Regions from separate parts of the Sus scrofa genome. Here region 1 is linked to region 2. A link is a contact called in public HiChIP or PLAC-seq data. All regions are on one chromosome and are shown on one strand. The core of a region is the stretch at or near the end of the contact, and the rest is flanking DNA. Distances in the headings are between cores, read along the strand shown. Region 1 holds the start of IMPDH1 (inosine-5'-monophosphate dehydrogenase 1). Region 2 holds the start of HILPDA (hypoxia inducible lipid droplet associated).

Region 1 (3,507 bases), core at 295-2,794, 33 kb after region 2:
ATAGCAGGCATTTACTTCTCACAATCTGGAGGCTTAGAAGTCCCAGATCAAGGCACTGGCAGATTTGATGACTAGTAAGAGCTCACTTCCTGGTCCTTAGATGCTGTATCCTTTCATGGACTTTCCACCTCCAAATACCATCACATTGGGGATTAGGTTTCAATATATGACTTTTGAGGAAACACAAACATTCAGTCTATAGCAAAAGTAATTGTCTATAATGGCATTCATGGTGACAAGATTTCACGTGTGGCTGAGCATCAGAGAAACTGTTTTTTTTTTTTTTTTTTCTTTTTAAGGGCTGCACCTGCAGCATATGGAGGTTCCCAGGCTAGGGGTTCAATTGGAGATACAGCTGCTGGCCTTTGCCACAGCCACAGCAACTCCAGATCTGAGTCGAGTCTTCGACCTGCACCACAGCTCACAGCAACGCTGGATCCTTGACCCACTGAGCAAGGCCAGGGATCGAACCTGCAACCTCATGGTTCCTAGTTGGATTTGTTAACCACTGAGCCACGACGGGAACTCCGAAACAGTTTATCTTGAATCTGAGTGGGTGTGTAAATGTATAGGAACAGGTACCAGGCAGGATAAAATCCAAGACCTTACCATTGAGTAAATTCAATTTCCTTTGTGAAATAGTTGCTGAAAAGTCTGACCCTTAACTCTGCCTCCTTAAAATGCACCTTAGCCCACAGTCATTCAGTGTTTACCATGTGCTCCCTCAGATTGTCAGATTTTTGTTAAACAAATAAAAATTGTCAACTGTTTGTTTTCTACCTATTCCATTTCCTTAAAGAAATTGCCTGAGGGCAAGGACTCTCTGCCAGCTTTGCTAGGTGTTCAATCATTGTTTCCAACGATAATAACAATTATGAAAGAGGAAAAGGTATGCTTTCTAGTTAGTAGAGGAACAAATTTGAGCCCTGGGTGCTCAGCCCCACCCCCTGGCTATGGGGTACCCCATGCGAAGAAAGACAAGGCTCTTTTCTTTAAGGGCTTGCAGTCTTGTGTGTTCTTCCTCAGGTAGTGGAAGGTAATGGCTGAAGAAGATCTGTTTTCCTCCCGCCTAAGGGAGTCTCTTGAACAGGCAAAGGGGGCAGAAGGCAAAGGGAAAAATTCTTGCCCTGGCGAGGTAGGTCTGCGGCTGACCAGTAGGAGGCACTTCAAAGGACCATGCCTTCGTTCTTAAGTGGCAGAGAAACCCACACGAGACGCAAAGAAAACCCCGGCCTCTGATGACACTCTGTGCTCTTTTCTCTTCTGGTTTTCCTTAGAAGGGGCCGGGAGAGACTTCATGGGATCCTCTGCAGTTCCGCTTCCATCTCCCGGTATCCAGTCTCAAGCAGGCATGGGAGAGACCGGCTGAATTCGACAGGAGCGTAGAGGGGCGGGTGAGAGCCCTAAGCCAGCGCGGAAAGCGCATTGGACTCCCGCCCTCGAGCTGCCCCGCCTACGGCACTGGAGCCCCGCCCCTGGCGCGCAGGCCCCGCCCCGTCGACTCCGCCCCTCCCCTGGACCCGACTAGGTTGCGCTTACTCCTTAGCCCCGGCCGGGGAGCCTCTGAGCGGAGAGGCTCCCGCCCGCCCAGAGCCGCGGTCTCCGCATGGAGGAGCCGCGCGCTCCGCCAGCGGGGTCCGGGCAGCTCCCGCCGCCGCTGCAGGGAGGCGGAGCCGCCGATGTTCCGGAGTGCGGAGCCCGGCAGCACCCGGGACACGAGACGGCGGCTCAGCGGTACAGCGCCCGCCTGCTGCAGGCCGGCTACGAGCCCGAGAGGTGACGCCCAGGGCTGAGCGCGCGGGGCGCATCCGGGGCGGGCGCGGCGGCTCCGGGAACCCGGCAGCGTTGAGGGGGAGGGGAAGGGCCGGTCCCACCACCCATGCCGTCTTTACTACTTCAACCTCTAACTTCCTGAAACCGGGCTCAGACGCCGCGCACCTGGCTTTGGTTGGGGGATGCAGGCGGGCACTGCAAAGGGTTCGGGGCTGCGCTGCACGAGGGAGCGGATCAGGAAAAAAAACGATCCCTAGTCTTAGCCCTGGATCTGCCCTCGACCGCACACCAGTTGCACCAGGTCCAAGTGGCTCCCACTCCTGGGGTTCAAATTGTGCCTGTTGGAGTCCTTGTCCAACTTTGCTTACTCCTCCTTAGCTGTTTCCTCCTAGAACTACCTGGAGAGTCTTCCTGGCAGGTCTAGTTGTCCAGATGGATGGCCTCCTCAGGGCAGGGTGAGGACAGCATCCCCTCCTCACCACTCACTGAGGTCTGATGAGGCTGCCAGGGCAACTCATCCCAGGGTCTCGCCTGAGATTCAGAACTCCCTTCTGCCCTTACCCTGCTGGGGTCTATAAGGGTCACTGGAGGAGCGTGGGGGTGTTGAGCTGGGCCCTGGGGGACTGGCTGAAAAGGAGCCAGTGGCTAATCTCTGGATTGTATCGCAGCTTGAAATGCAATCCCACTGTCCTTCCGGTCCAGAGGATTTGGACTTCTTTCTCTCTCCCATCTGTTGGTGCTCAGCAGCTTGGGGAAGTGACCTGGAAGCTGGGTTAGGGTAGGGGGTGGGAGCTGGGGGAATTAGCCCTGCAGCTCTGCCCAGGGGTTGGCTGCTTATGTAAGAACTTTTAAGGGCTTAAGGGGCTTCTGGGTGAAGCCTGGCCCCTCCTGCCCCTGCAGGGTGGCTCTCAGGAATTGATTCAGGTTCAGATGACTCTATCCTTCTTCCCATCTTGGGAATCCAGCTACCGGGGCTCAGGGTCCAGGGCAATAGAGAAAAGCCACAGGAGGTGAGGGAGTGTGCTGGGGCATATGGAGGCCTGAGGAAGGCAGTGTCTTAGTTGGAGCAGGTACTGAAAAAGTTATTTCAGCGCTCCGACCAGGGCCATGCAGGAGCATCCCAGATTGTACTTTTGCACTGAGGGGCTATCCCTATAACCCACCGGGCTCCGAAGGGCCTGTGTATAAACCTGAGACCCAGCCAGGTGGTGTAATGAGATTCAACACCTGCTGGCCAGACCTCCATCTGCTGCCACTAGCTTAGAGCAGTGGGGAGAAGACAGGGTTCCATGAGAGGTCTGGATTTGAGGCCCGAGTTGCTGCTCTCTGGCTTCCACTTGAGCAAGCTGTGTCGTCTGTCCCAGCTCAGCAATGTCCATGGTATTACCACCCCCACCCCCAAACTTTTCCCCTTGGAAGTGTTTTGAAATCTTGTCCCTTCAAGTAGCCCCAGACTAGAAAGAGACCTCTGGGCTCCCTGCCTGGACCTTGGTGCCCAGCTGGTCACTATTCCCCCACTGTCCACAGGACGGGGCTTGAAGAGCCTCGGGCTGTCTCTCCACTCTGCAGCCCTCAGGTGGGGAGCCTCAGGGGACCAACAGTCCTTCCTCAAGCTGCAAGCTGCAGAGGCCTACTGGTTGCCTGGTGTCTCCTCCCCGTGGAGGAAGCAGCTGGGGAAGATCAGGGGAGGAGGAGAGCCGAGGGTGGGGGTGAGGGATTAACAGCCTCTGGAAA
Region 2 (3,073 bases), core at 447-2,946:
GTGTGCAGTCGCTCCATTCCACAGTCACAGGCAACACACTCACATCTGTGTATTAAACAGGCTTATTCCAGAGCAAGGAGTATCCAAATGGAGAGGCCCTTCAAAGGCCTAGTTAACAGTTCTCTGATAACACTGATGCTGAGGCTGCCTGCACAGGAACTGGGACAGCTGGCTGGATGTAGTCAGGCCGGTATTCCAAGGTTATAGCCGGTGCAGGGAGGTCCTATCACACTCCTCTGGATGGATGTTCTGGAAGGCTCTTGGGGCCTCTGTGTTGGCTAGTTGACCTCTGGTGGTCCAGAAGCTCCCAGGTGATGGGCTCTCCAGTAAGCCCCCCAGGGTCTCCATCAGTCTAACGAAAACTGAGAGCAGGGTCAGGACCACACCTAAGAGATAGAGTTGCAACACCTGCTTCATGGCTGAAAGGATCCCACTCGTTTGTAGAGCAGCAGAGTTGCCTTCTGCTTCTAGAAGGCCTCTGGGTCCTGAGGAAAAAGAGCGAAGTTAATCTTCATCCTTTGGAGACAAGCATGCCTCCAGCTCTACCCTTCCATCTTCCTATGAAGCTAAGAAGAGCTCAGCCAGCCAGGGAGACAGGGACCATAGCAGAATCTCCAAGTATATTTACACTGTAAACTCCATGGCTGAAAAACTAGTTCTAGCTTTCCGGACTAATTCAAGAGCACCGGGATACTTTTCCTTCTGCCAGGTATGCACCATCCCTGTGCCACAGTCCAGGGACCCAAAACTTTCCTGAAATAAAAAAACCAAGTTCTGTCTCTGTGTTGGGGGGATGTGGGGGACGGGACGGGATATAAGAACATGCCCTTGAGAAAGCAAATTAGTCTCCCTCACATCTCAGGCAGGTTCCGGCTAATCATAAACTTTATGGGAGTTCCCGACGTGGCTCAGTGCTTAACAAATCCGACTAGGAACCATGAGGTCGAGGGTTCGATCCCTGGCCTCGCTCAGTGGGTTAAGAATCCGGCGTTGCGGTGAGCTGTGATGTACGTTGCAGATGCGGCTGGGATCTGGCGTTGCTGTGGCTGTGGTGCAGGCCAGCAGCAACAGCTCCAATTTGACCCACAGGAGCGGCCTTAGAAAAGGCACAAAACAAAACAAAACCAAAAAAACCCATAAACTTCCTGAAAGTCAACATAATTCGAAGGGAGTCAAATCTATCGAGTTCACTTAAATAACAAGTACACACTGAAATCCCCTCAGTGTGTCAGGCACCCTGAAAGGTACCGGAACCACCTGAGGTCCTGTAGCAGAACCCGCCCCGCGCGTGCCTTACAGTCTAAGGCCACAGACAAGAAAATAGGCACTTACTACAAACAAGACGCCAAGAGCCATGCCAGGAAGACGCTAGGCGTGCTCTGCGAGGGCAAGGCAGGGCCTGGAGCCTAACTCCAAGCTGGCGAGCATGGGGTGGGCACGTGGATTCTAGTTAGGGCCACCCCTGGAGAAAGCAGGACTGGGCGGCTGAGTGGGGACCCGGGTGGGGCGGGGCGCGCCAGGGGCAGGGGGGTGGGGAGTCGTGGAAACCCGTAGGGCCGCTCACCTCCAGGAAGGGATGAGGGTCCGCCAAGAGCACCGCGAGACAGTACGCGTCTCCGGAAACAAAACGGCAGCCCGCGGCTAAGCGTGGAGCTAGGCCCACGCCGACCACTTATAGCCGCGGCCGCGCCGAGCCCGCGCACGCGCACTGGAGCCCTGACGCAAGCCCGCGGCCCCGCCCCTAGGCGGGGGCGGTCTGGGATCTCGCGCGGTGGGCTGCGCTCGCGGCCATCGCTGGTTCAGAAACAGACGCCGCCGGCTTCTGAGTCATTAGGGTCAGCAATGGGCCTAGGCGTTGTCTGTTAACTTCCTCTGCCTTTTCTTGCTGTGGGAAGCTTCTAAAGGAATCGGAAGGCGCATTTCCTGCCCCAAATTAAGTCGGTGGAAAACACACTGGAGATGCCCCAATCCAAGGGTGGTGGGGGATGGGTTCTTCGCCAGCAATTTCAACAAAGCACACATTGTAAGAGGGCCTCAGACCCCCCACTCCATCCCCTACTCCCAGTTTTCTTCATTCCCGGGACTGAAAAGCTGACTTTGTTCCACTTCCTTGAGGTACCAGGATTCCAGATGCCACTTCTCACCCTGCATTCCAAAGCCTGAGGTTAATTTGCCATTGCTGTCTGAAATGGTGAGGGCTTCTTACATCATAACTCCTGCTTTCTAAGAGAATGTATCACACTAGGAAAATGTGAAATACTCATTTGGCCCTGGTACCTGGGCCTCAGTGCCTGCCGACGAGTCCCTTTGGGTCTCGGTGTCCTCATATAAAACGTGGCGATGATTTTTAAGGGTGCTTAGAAATTGAACCAAAGAGCTAGAGGGTCACAGACCAGCCTCACCCATCCCCACCCCCGCAAACCAAAGAAATGTTCAGTCGTGAGAGCGCCCAGGGACGAATCTCGGAAATAGAGTGCTGGGATCTGGGAGGCCCCTGGGGAACGAGGGCGGGGGGGGGGGTGCGTAGTGGAAGGAAGGCGGTCGGTGGTTTCACTGCCTTCCTCCTGGGGAGGAGCGGAGAGAACGAAAGCTCGAGGGGGCTGGTGACTCTAGCAGGGTCCCCTGAGCTCTAGGACTGTCGGTTCTGCATGCCTGGACTGAACGAACAAGAATCCGGGAGCTCCCTTCGCTCGGCCGGCTTTGTGGACAAGGGATTGGGAGACAAGGGAGGAGCGAATCCCAGCTGCGACCTTTCACCTACTTTGCGGGTACTCCGCTGTCAGAGGAGGAGCTGCCGGGAAGGCGGGGAAGGGAGAAAGTTGGAGACGGAGACGTGCTGGCAGGCAGGCAATTTGAAATGAGCGCTTCTACTCAGCCTGCAGGAATTTTTGGTCTTTTATTACACTAGAGTTTCATCTGTTTTTGTGCTGGACTCAGGGACTCGTCTCTCGCACGGTTCCTGGGACAGGCTCCAGCTCTGATGTCACACTGCCAGGCGTCCTCCAACCTCTTGCTAGTGGGGGGCCTTGGGCGAATCCTTTAAGCTTTAGGTACTTCAGTTTCTTCAGCTGTT

The links. HiChIP or PLAC-seq counts read pairs in DNA pulled down with a chosen protein or histone mark.
Region 1: a contact with region 2 is called in an H3K27ac HiChIP or PLAC-seq map of skeletal muscle. The contact joins the promoter of IMPDH1 here to the promoter of HILPDA in region 2. A contact is called at or near these places in 23 of 47 Hi-C or Micro-C datasets (alveolar macrophages, blood, brain and 12 more) and 2 of 2 datasets of contacts at active chromatin or transcription factors (alveolar macrophages and skeletal muscle).

What each region holds. Positions count from the first base shown.
Region 1 is chr18:19,978,439-19,981,945 of Sscrofa11.1, forward strand. IMPDH1 (inosine-5'-monophosphate dehydrogenase 1) reads left to right here and starts at 1,545. Exons shown (of 15, transcript XM_021078709.1): 1 at 1,545-1,776. The coding sequence starts at 1,607.
Region 2 is chr18:19,945,384-19,948,456 of Sscrofa11.1, forward strand. HILPDA (hypoxia inducible lipid droplet associated) reads right to left here and starts at 1,697. Exons shown (of 2, transcript NM_001348757.1): 1 at 1,565-1,697; 2 at 1-485. The coding sequence starts at 417. The coding sequence ends at 202.